Regions from separate parts of the Callithrix jacchus genome. Here region 2 is linked to region 1. The links are chromatin contacts, called in public Hi-C maps. All regions are on one chromosome and are shown on one strand. The core of a region is the stretch at or near the end of the contact, and the rest is flanking DNA. Distances in the headings are between cores, read along the strand shown. Region 1 overlaps CHRM1 (cholinergic receptor muscarinic 1). Region 2 holds the start of SLC22A8 (solute carrier family 22 member 8).

The links. A called contact is a pair of places that touch in the nucleus more often than the background predicts.
Region 2: a contact with region 1 is called in a Hi-C map of induced pluripotent stem cells, with 5 times the contacts expected there. The contact joins the promoter of SLC22A8 here to the enhancer-like site in region 1. A contact is called at or near these places in 3 of 3 Hi-C or Micro-C datasets (induced pluripotent stem cells and skeletal muscle).

Annotation. Positions count from the first base shown.
Region 1 is chr10:120,192,501-120,198,284 of calJac240_pri, forward strand. It overlaps CHRM1 (cholinergic receptor muscarinic 1), which reads right to left. Exons shown (of 2, transcript XM_035263023.3): 2 at 2,383-4,886. The coding sequence starts at 4,808. The coding sequence ends at 3,426. Among named protein-coding and RNA genes, the nearest start is that of CHRM1, 14 kb to the right of the region's middle. Within about 2 kb of position 2,546, at least 3 of the 16 cell types and tissues checked have an H3K27ac peak or open chromatin away from gene starts, as enhancers often do.
Region 2 is chr10:120,300,804-120,306,340 of calJac240_pri, forward strand. It overlaps SLC22A8 (solute carrier family 22 member 8), which reads right to left and starts at 2,283. Exons shown (of 11, transcript XM_035263028.3): 1 at 2,171-2,283; 2 at 757-1,093. The coding sequence starts at 1,089. The region is part of intron 6 of LOC118145522 (a long non-coding RNA gene); the gene reads left to right.

The DNA.
Region 1 (5,784 bases), core at 1,296-3,795:
GACCCCAGAGTTCCTATTCTCCCAGCACTGCTCAGCTTTCTCAGTCCCTCTGCCTCTCAGGACCTCAGTTTCAACGCCTTCAATACGGGCCAGGGCATGTAATCTTAAAAGGGCCTCAGGGCTGTGAGGGAGCTGGTAAGGGAGGGGCCCTCTGGGGTCTGGAGCTGACAGCCCAGTGAGCTATGCTGGTGGGAAGGGCATATGGGATTTGTATCCTAGAGTCATTCTTACAGTGCTGTAGCTCCTGGCTAGCCTGTCCTGTTTACATCTTTGATCGATACCAGTTTTCATCGTGTTGGAAGCTTTCTTCCAAAGGCTTCTGGGAGTCTGAACAGCTGCAAGCGGGGTGAATCCCCACTTCCCCCTCTGCAAGGGTTTAGCTCCACCTAGGACCTCATCCCTCTAGGGTAACGATTCCCAAACTTTAGCCTGCATTGGAACATCTAGAGGGCTTGTTAAAAACAGGTGGCAAGTGACTGGGTGCGGTGGCACACACCCATAATCCCTGAACTTTGAGAGGCTGAGGCAGGCAGATGACCTGAGGTCGGGAGTTTGAGACCAGCCTGACCAACATGGAGAAACCTTATCTCTACTAAAAATACAAAATCAGCCAGGCGTGGTGGCGCATGCCTATAATCCCAGCTACTCAGGAGGCTGAGGCAGGAGAATCACTTGAATCCAGGAGGTAGAGGTTGCCGTGAGCCGAGATCTCGCTATTGTACTCCAGCCTGGGCAACAAGATCAAAATTCTGTCTCAAAAAAAAAAAAAAAAAAAAAAACGTGGCAGCCGGGTGTGGTGGCTCACGCCTGTAATCCCAGCACTTTGGGAGGCCAAGGTGGGCAGATCTCCTGAGGTCAGGAGTTTGAGACCAGCCTGACAAACATGGAGAAACCCCATTTCTACTAAAAATACAAAATTAGCAGGGTGTGGTGGCGCATGCCTGTAGTCCCAACTACTTAGAAGGTTGAGGCAGGAGAATTGCTTGAACCCAGGAGGTGGAGGTTGTGGTAGGCTGAGATCGTGCCACTGCACTCCAGCCTGGGCAACAAGAGCGACACTCCATCTCAAAAAATAAATAATAAATAAATAAATAGGTGGTGAGTTCCACAGAGTTTCTGATTTAGTAAATCAAAGATGACCCTGATGATTCTCACATGTAACAAGTTCCCAGGTGATACTGATGCTCCTGTCAGAACACTGTGAACTGAGAGATTCGCTCAGCAGGTCTGTATTATCCGAACCCTGCACATTTGCACATTTCAAAGAAAGGTTCGGCCTTGCCTGGCTCCTGGAAGAAAACACTAAACCCTTGGAATAGCCTGCCTGGTAAAAGTGTTTTGCTTACATTTGGGCCTTGAGCCACAGCAGAGAGTCTATGCCAACAGTGGGATTTATGGGGGAGGCCTTGGGCCTCATGGTATCGGTCTGACCTCTGGAAGAGCTGGAGACTAAGTAAGTACGGTCAGCCACGTGGGTGGTCAGCCATGCTTACGTGACCAACTTCCAGTAAGAACGCTGGACACTGAAGCTCTGGTGAGCTGTCTTGGTTGGCCCTGGCAGAACTTCGCTTATGTTGTCAGACATCATTGCTTGGAATGGGTGCTGTCTGCATGACTTCACTGGGAGAGGACAGCCGCGAGTGTGTATCTGGCCTCTTCTGGACTCTGCTCAATACACCTTTGCTGTTGCTGTTTTATACTCTGTATTCTTTCCCTGTAATAAACTGTGAGTACAGCAGCTTTGCTGAGTTCTGTGCATCATTCTAGCAAATCACTGAATGCAATGACGGTCCTGGAAACTACTACTCTAGGCTACGGGATTAACCTTCTCTAGAATTCCTTTGCATTAGGCTCTGGGGACCCTTCACCAGTGAAGTGATTTATAACCCGAGCTGGGTCATCCTGATGGAGTGTTTTGGCCTAAATGCTTTAGGCCTCTCATCTGCACAGTCCAGAGGTCAGGAGGCTATGAATTGCCTGGAAGTCTGGGTGTTGCTTTGTGGGGTAACCCTGGACAATCCTCCTGGATCTCTGGGCCTTATCTCCTCATGCATAAGTGAGGGTTTGGAAGAGTTCTGTTCTCCTTGGGCATGGCAGGGCCAATAGAGAATATGCAGGGATGTAGGCAGGGGTGGTTGATTTCACCCGGCTGCCTCACTTTCAGAGGCCAGGTCTGCCTTTTATAGCCCCACTCACCTGAGCGAGGGACTCCACGGTGCTGGGGTCCCCACGCTTTGGTAGATCCAACCATGCAGCTCTGTCCCTCCTGGAACCACCTTCAGGGCCACGGCCCACATTCCAAGTACTTGGGCCCTCCCTGCCCCATCCAGCCCTGGCCTGAGACCAAGGCCTTGAGCCAACACAGGGAGGAAGGCCCCTTGGTGCCCGCTGGTTATGTGGCTTTATTCACAGACTCAGCACTTGCTGAGGATGGAAGGAAAGAACATTTGGGGCCAGGCTGGGCCTGGAGATCCGGGTGGCTGGGAGGCCATGCATGGGTTGGATTGGGGAGTTCACTGGAGAGAACCTGCTGGCTGGGCCAGGCCTGTGTGGGGCAGGGCCGGAGGCAGGCAGCATGCGGGAGACCTGGCTAGATCTGCAGGGAGCAGGTCCATCCAGGTGGCGGCTGTGAGCCAGGAGGGAGGGACTGAGGCTTCTCTGGGGCAGAGGGTATGGACAGCAGGCACACTTGACTCCCACTCCCAGGGATATGATATCGTAGGACGGTCAGGACACCTGGCTCCTGGCCCTGCTGCCTTGGGACTTGATGTGTGACTAGCCAAGCTGGTCCCCTCCAGTGTCATTGTCCTGCTGATCTTGGACATTTGCCTTGGAGGTGACCCACCTAGGGACCCTCTGGGGATATCTGTAGGGGGTCTGGACAATCTTGGAGCATATGCCTAGGGCCCAGCTGGGCGGGCTCTGCCTGTGAAGCCAGAGGATCCCCCATCCGGGCTCCCCAGCTCCCTGTAGTCAAGCTTTTCTCCCAGTGGTCTGTTCAGTTCCCGGCTGTGTCCCCCAGGGGGCGCCATCTCACACCGCAATGCGGGCCGCCCCTGGGCAAAGGAATACTGTGAAGTTAAGCCCTCTTTCTCCCGGCCTGCCCTGCTGGCTCCTGACTTCCTGCCTAAAGGCAAACAAGGAGTCCAAAGCCCGGATCCTCCTCCAGGGCCTTCTTCCTGGTGAAGAGCCCATTCCCACCCAGCAGGGAACAGAAAAACCAGTTCCCCGGGTTTCCCTCCCTGCCTGGGAATAGCAGTCTGGAAAGTTGGCAGGGTCTCTCTGGGCTGCCCAGGAAGGTGACCTAGGGGCATGGGAGGCCAGGTGAGGCCTGAGCAGGGCCCTGGGGCTGAGGATGCATCCCCTGCCCGCTTCCCTCCGGCCTCTCCCGGGGACTGGGGTGGAGGGATGCAGGAGAGGGACCATCAGCATTGGCGGGAGGGGGTGCGGTGCACGGAGCCAGGGCGCTTGGGGATCTTGCGCCAGCGTCTCTTGTCCCAGCGGCAAAGCAGCAGCAGGCGAAAGGTGTCCCGGAAGGCTTTGTTGCAGAGTGCGTAGCACATGGGGTTGATGGTGCTGTTGACGTAGCACAGCCAGTAGCCCAGCTCCCACAGGGTCTCAGGAACACAGTCCTTGCAGAAGGTGGACACCAGCACCATGATGTTGTACGGCGTCCAGGTGAGGATGAAGGCCAGGAGGATGGCACTCAGGGTCCGAGCCGCCTTCTTCTCCTTGACCAGCGAGAAGGTCTTCCGCTTGGCCAGCTGCTCCTTCCCTCGGGGCTTCTGGCCCTTGCCGGCTCGATCACGCCCTTTCTTGGTCGGCCTCTTGACTGTATTTGGGGAGCTCCGTGGGGGCTGCTTGGTGGGGGCCTGCGCCTCGGGGTCCACCATGGGCATCTTGATCACCACTTCGGAGCCAGGCTCCTCTCCCTCTGAGGATGTGAGGGACTCCATGGAGCCTTCATCCTCTTCCTCTTCTTCCTTCCAGCTGTAGGCCTGCAGCAGCCTGGGGGCCCTGCAGCAGCGACAGCAGCGGCCTGGAGGAGTCTCTGGGGAGCCCTCGGCCCCTGGCTGAGACCTCTCTGAGCTGCTGCTGCTGCCACCCCCTTTGCCTGGTGTCTCAGAGCCCTGAAGGGCTGCCAGCTCCCGTGCTCGGTTCTCTGTCTCCCGGTAGATGCGCCAGTAGAGCGTGCACATGACTGTGACCGGGAGGTAGAAGGCGGCCATGGCTGTGCCAAAGGTGATGATGGGCTGGGAGAGGAACTGGATGTAGCACTGCCCTGCCGTCACTGTCCGCTCCCCAACCAGGTACTGCCAGAAGAGGATGGCTGGGGCCCAGAGGACAAAGGAAACCAGCCAGGCCAGGCCGATCATCAGAGCTGCCCGGCGGGGTGTGCGCTTGGCACGGTAGCTCAGGGGCCGCGTCACGGAGAAGTAGCGGTCAAAGCTGATGAGCAGCAGATTCATCACGGAGGCGTTGCTGGCCACATAGTCCAGGGCCAGCCAGAGGTCACAAGCTAGCGTGCCCAGAGCCCAGTGGCCCATGAGCAGGTATGTGGTGTAGAGGTTCATGGAGAAGGTACCAATGATGAGGTCAGCGCAGGCCAGGCTCAGCAGGAAGTAGTTATTGACTGTCTTGAGCTCCGTGTTGACCTTGAAGGAGATGAGTACCAGCAGGTTGCCTGTCACCGTGGCCAGTGACAGGAGGCCCGTGGTGATCCCTATGAAGGCCACTTGCCAGGGACCCTTTCCTGGTGCCAGGACGGTGATGTTGGGGCTGACAGCAGGTGGGGCTGAGGTGTTCATGGTGGCTAGGTGGGGCTGGGGTTGGGGAGCCCCTTCCTCCAGGCAGGCTACAGGGCTTCCTCAGAGGAAAGTCATCACCTGAAAAGAGAGGACATGGGCTTTGGTTGGGCCACTGGACATTTCTTTTCTTTTTCTTTTTCTTTCTTTTTTTTGAGACAGTCTTGCTCTTGTTGCCCAGGCTGGAGTGCAAGGGCATGATCTCGGCTCACTGCAACCTCCATCTCCCGGGTTCAAGCAATTCTCCTGCCTCAGCCTCCAGGGTAGCTAGGATTATAGACGCCTGCCATCAAGCCTGACTAATTTTGTATTTTTTTTTTTAAGTATAGACGAGGTTTCTCCATGTTGGTCAGGTTGGTCTCGAACCCCCAACCTCAGATGATCGGCCTGCCTTGGCCTCCCAAAGTGCTAGGATTACAGGTGTGAGCCATCATGCCTGGCCAACATTTCTGATTGCCCTTATTGGAAGATGCTAGGGATATAATTCCTACTCTTGCAGAGCTTCAGACCAGATAGCGTCGCCCTCCCTAACTGGTGCTACTCAGATGCTCATTTATCATGCACGTTCCCAGCCATCAGTGGATTTGCCAGCAGCGTGGAGTGGCTTTGGGATCCAGGGACTGGAATCTTCATTCCAGTTTTACCATTCAGACTCTGGGCCTCAATTTTCTCACTGGGAAATTACTACAAATTCCTGCCTTACATAACTCGGGTGGCAGGAGTTGGGAGACTCACTTTGTACACAATCCTGCCAAATTCTCAAAGCATTTCACTCAACTTTATTAAAGCTCTCACTGAGTAGCCACTGTGTGCCAGACGCAGTGCTAAACACCTAAACGAATTATCTAATTTCACCATCTACATCTCTAGGAGGAAAGTCTCTTATTATGCCCATCTCACTGTGAGGCAACTGTGGCTCTGAGCAGCTGCAAGTCTTGACCATGGTGACGCAGTAAGCATGAGAAGAACCCGCAAGAAC
Region 2 (5,537 bases), core at 1,033-3,532, 110 kb after region 1:
GCTTCCTCCTATCACTGGCCTGTCAGTTCACTGAATCTGATTTAACTCTGGATCTCCCCGAGGTGGCGGGTGAGAGAGTCAGTGAATCAGTGAAGGGACGAGGGAATGAGAGGTGAACTCAGGAGTGGCTGTGTGTGTGTGTACGAGACATTTTCTGGGTCTGCTGTGGAGAGTTTCAAGCATCCCCTCTGTGCAGTCCCTCCTCCACAGCCCTCCCACCTTGGAGCCTTTGCACAAGATGGAATTTTCCTCCTTTTCCTCACTGCCTGTCTGGCCCTTGGCTGAAGTTCAGATCTGAGTTTCAGGGGCATTTCTTTGGGGAGAATTCCTTCAATGCCCATCCCCCATGCCCTCACTTCCACACCCACCCTGGGCATAGGTCATAGTGTGAGGTCACTTTGAAGTTGTAATTTTACACTTATCTGTGTGGTATTTTCCTTAATGGGTGCTATCCACCCCACGCTGTAGACCCCCTGGAAGCAGGCATGGTGCGTTTTTGTGTTCCCAGAACTGAGCTCTGCACCGGTCACAGAACAGGCCCTCAGTAGCAGTTTGCTGAAGCGCTTAGACTCTGAATGTGAAGAAACCAAGGCTCTTGGTGGAAATGCCTCTGCACTCAGGTCTTTCCTCTGCCTGCCCAGCGGCCTGTCCTCGGGTCCTGGGAACACCAGACCCCAGGCTCCTCTGCTGCCCACCAGTGGTGCAGGGTGTGGGGGTGTGTGGGTAAGTGGAGGGAGAGGGTTTACCCAGGCATACCTCCGTCACGATCGAGTCCTTGGTGCTGTTGTAGACCCAGCCATCCAGGCATGGCTCTGTGGCCCTCTGGGTGTCATTGGGCAGGCTGGCATTGGGCGGATGTACAAAACGGAGGCACTTCTCAGGCTTCCCATTTAGGCCCATGGGGAGCACCCAAGGCCCTGTGGAGGCATTGGGGGGCGGGCGACAGTGGTGAGCAGGGGTGGCGGCTGTGAAGATCTGCAGCAGGTTGTGGTTGGCCATGTTGAGGATCGGGAGGCCCAGTATGGCCACGTGCAGGAACTGGAAACGGCCCATGCTTCCCACACGGTCCAGAATCTCGGAGAAGGTCATGGCACTGGGGCAAGATGAGCCAGAGCTGTGGACAGGGCATAGACCAGGAAGAGGTATATGTGTGTATGGTGGTGCGTGGGTCTATGGAACCATAGGTGGGAGGCTGAACTGGGTGGATGTGCCAGCACAGGTGTGTGGAGCAGTGCATGTGTCAGTATGGAAAGAGGCGGAGGTGGCCGGGCGTGGTGGTGCACGCCTGTAACCCCAGCACTTTGGGAGGCCAAGGCGGGTGGATCACCTGAGGTCAGGAGATCGAGACTGTCCTGGCCAACATGGTAAAACCCTGTCTCTACTAAAAATACAAAAATTAGCTGGGCATGGTGGCACGTGCCTGTTATCCCAGCTACTCAAGAGGCTAAGGCAGGAGAATCGCTTGGACCAGGGAGTCAGAGGTTGCAGTGAGCTGAGATCGTGCCACCGCACTCCAACCTGGTGACAGGGCAAGACTCTGTCTCAAAAAAAAAAAAAAAAAAAAGAGCTGGGGCCTCAGGTGTGTGGATCCACAGATTCTTGGGTGGATGCATGAGGAAGAACCCTGCTGCATGGACGGTTGTGGGATCAAAAGTGTAGGTGCGTGTCCAGGTGTGTGGACACAAAGGTGTCTACAGGTATGTGTGCATTTAGGCTGGAGCAGAAGGACACAGCTATGTAAGCTCAGGTGTGTGTTATGCGTGTGTGCACCTCCGAGTATGAGCCTGTGTGTGCTCAGCTAGGCTGGTCACACACGCTGCATGCATGGGACAGTGCAGGACACATAGCAGGGACCAAGGGGCCCAGCCTTGGGTGTTGGCTACTAAGGACAGATTGCGGGGGTGGGTGGGGGATGTCCGCAGTTGCTCCAGGCAGATGCACAGGGTTGGCAGAGTTCAGGTTGCTTGCTGGGAAAGGCCTCCCCAAGCCCAGAGCCTCCTGGCTTCTAGCGGTTTCCTGGAGCTGGCCTCCAAATGCTGGGGTATCCAAAAGAGCTGAAGAGGGTCTCAGAGGGCATTAGGGGCTTGGACAGTTGCAATGAGGACTTGGTCCTGGGAGATTCCCGGGGGTTCCCTGGTGCCTGGGCTGGGGGCCCTCCCTCCCTCCTCACCTGGCAGCTGGGTCTGGATCCGATGGGGCTGGTGATGAGTGTAGCCGAGGTCCCTGCTCTGTCCTAGGGCCCAGCAGCCGCTGTAGTTGGGCAGCTGAGCTCTAACAAGCTGTGTTTGTGCCTCCCCCAGGGGGGCTTATATAAGGCATAAGCTGTTTCCTGGGCTAATGTTTGACTTTCTTTTGCGGATTAACATCACTGGCAGGGAGAGCGCTGTGGACCCACCAAGACCAGTTCTCCTCAAAGGGCTGCCTCAGCGAAGGCTGGTGGGGGGTGGGGCAGCGTGGCTGAGCCTAGCGGGCTGCTGGCTGGACAGAGGGACAAGCGGCCCAGGCAGGCTCACCCAGGGGAGATTCTGGGAAGGATCTGGCCTGAGCTCTGAGGGGCCAAGTTCCCTCTCAACTGATGTTCAGAGGACCTGGAGCTGAGGACAGCAAATGGGAGCCGCTCTGGTGCCTGTAGCAGGCAGTGTTCTCCTCTGTGCCACCTCCCCTGGCTTCCTGAGTAGGTGATGGGGATTTGCCTCTCAGGAAGTGTTAGGGCACACTCAGATGGAAAATGTCACCTTTATCTATCCCTGAGGATGCAGGGCTGCCATCTCCTGGGCCCTTGGGGCAGCCAGGACCTCCCCTGACTGTGTCTCTGACTGCGTCTCCCCTGTGTCCCTGACTGTGTCTCTGACTGTGTCTCCCCTGTCTGTGTCCCTGACTGTCTCTGTGTCTCTGACTGTGTCTGCCCTGTGTCTACAACTGTGTCTCTGACTGTGTCTCTCCTGTATCTCTGACTGTGTCTTTTCTGTGTCTCCGACTGTGTGTCTGACTGTGTCTCCTCATCTGTCTCTCTGACCGTGTCTCTGACTATGTCTCTCCTGGCTATGTTTCTGACAGTGTCTGACTGTGTCTTTCCTGTCTGTGTCTCTGACCGTGTCTCTGTGTCTCTCCTGTCTGTGTCTCTGTGTCTCCGTGTCTCCCCTTTCTGTGTTTTCTGACTGTGTCTTTGACTGTGTCTCCCCTGTCTGTGTCTCTGACCATTTCTCTGACTGTGTCTCTCCTATCTGTGCCTCTGACTGTGTCTCTCTGTCTCCCCTGTCTGTCTCTGACTGTGTCTCCCCTGTCTGTCTCTCTGCCCGCTTCCATCCCACCCTCGATGAATGGCTTCTCTTCTGATCAGCCGCTTCCCCTTGGGGACCAAGTGCAGTCCCTACTGTTTTATTTTCACTATGAATATTATTTTATTTATATAATAATGTGTGTTTCTTGCATAAAACATGGGAAATACAGACAAGACAAGCCAAACCAAACAAAGCCAAATGTCGTCTCACCTGAGAACCAACCCATGAACACTCTGTTCTTCCAGCCTTGTCCTCAGCAGAGACTTCGGGCTGAGACCCTGACTTCTAGCCACTGCTGTTAGGCTCATTTAACCCTTGTGGCAGCCCTGTGACTACTCTAGCATTAATAATTGGGGAACTGAGGCAAAGAGAGATTAAGTGACCTTCTCACCATCCCCGAGCCAGGAAGCGGCAGGGCCAGCACAGGGTGGCTCTAAGCCCATTCTCTCCCTTAGAACCAACGTTTTCTATGAAGTCTGTGGGGGCATTGTACTATTAATATATTGCCTCTCCCTTAAAAAGGTCCCCTAGGCTGGTCTTCAACATCACTCCTGCCTGCCTTTACCTCTCTCTTCTACCTTCAGAAATCCGTGGGAGCTGCCATTCCCACCTGCTCTGAGGGCTAGAGAGGGGACCCCTTAGGGCTCCCCTTCTTGGTTGGAAAGGTCTTCCCATTCTCCTCCTGTGCTGCCCTCTCCACCAAGGCAGCCTCCAGCCCCCAGGTCCAGACTGAGCTTCTCTCCTACCGCAGGGCAGGGTCAGCTGGTCACCCTGGGTCCAGCCCCTCCTCTCAGCTTCCCACCTGGACTCAGCAGTTATTGATGTTCTTAGAGTGGCCTGAGGCAGGGCGAGATCCGGAGTCATCAAAGGAAGATTAAATTATGCTCCAAGGCAGCCAAGGGGTTGTTTTAGGAAGGTTTTCGACTGTGAGGCTTGCAGTGAGCTGGGCTGCTGCCCCAAGCTCCCCCTGTTCTGGGCATTCGCCCTCTTGGAGATTTTCTGGTTCCTAATTGGCTTGGGTTATCCATCTGTTCCTGTCCTAGTGGAATGTTGTTTAAAGGGGCCTGGTGACTCCCCACTGAGGCTGCTGGAGGTAAGCCAGAGTATACAGATCTAAACCGCCCAGGCAGGGACAGCTGCATCTGAGTGCCCTCCAACCCCTAATGGGTGTGAATGGATTAGTGATATCAGGAATAGTGTGATGTACTTGTTGTATGACCTTGGACAAATCACTCTCTCTGGACCCCTTGTTTCTCTTCATTAGTTAAGTGCCCTTTTTAAAAAAGCACCAGGAACCTTTTATTCAAACAATATATTGGGTTCTTAAGATCAATGCGTAAAGCTGGCAGGAGAGGTGCTCTGGCTGAAGTGAGGACTGTGGGTGTCGGGGGTGCTCTGGCTAAAGCGGGAGATAAGGTGACCAGAAGACCACCCCCAACCACACCTCCCTACCTCTCCCACCCCACGCGGGTCATGCTTCCCTCTGGCATTCTCTGCCCTAGGCCATCCCTACCCAAGGCCAATCCACCTTATTAGGGGATCCATCATTTCTTACATGCTGTGATCCTACATTCAATATGTTCAAATTAACTTTTTTTAAAAAGACACTATACATTTGGGAAATCTTACATGCTAGATGCATGTTTAATTTGGGATATGGAAATAGATTTTCTTTCTCTTTTTCTCCTTCCCGCCCTCCCCCCTCCTTCCCTTCCTCCTCCCACCTTTTCTCTTTTCTTCTTTTGTTCCAACTCTTTCAGGGGCTCCTTTAAGCTGACCTGGGTTCAGTCAGTCTCCCCTGTTCTCTGTTGGGTCCTAGCTTGGAGATGTGTTTTGTGCTGGAAGGGCCCATGAAATCATCTGGTCTGATGTCCTCATCTATCTCCGGGAAACTGAGGTGCAGGGAGGGAAGCAACACTGGTTGATTCTCCACTTCCCTGGCACCTCCACACAGCAGACACTTTAAAATCTTAAATTCACTCAGGCAGGGGAGGAGCTGTGACAAGTGAGACAGTGGAATCTTATCTTTAGGAGCAGTAGGGAAGTCTGGGCATTCTGGACAATTCCAGGCGGCCTCATGGAAGTTTCTGTGAGCCATCAACCCTCCTACCTGTTCACTCATTCATCTGTTCATTTGCCCATTCATCTGTCCATCCATTCATCCATTCATTCCATCCATCCATCCATCCATCCATCCATCCATCCATCCATCCATCGTGTATCATGGGGTTGGACATCTGAGGCCCCATTCTAGGA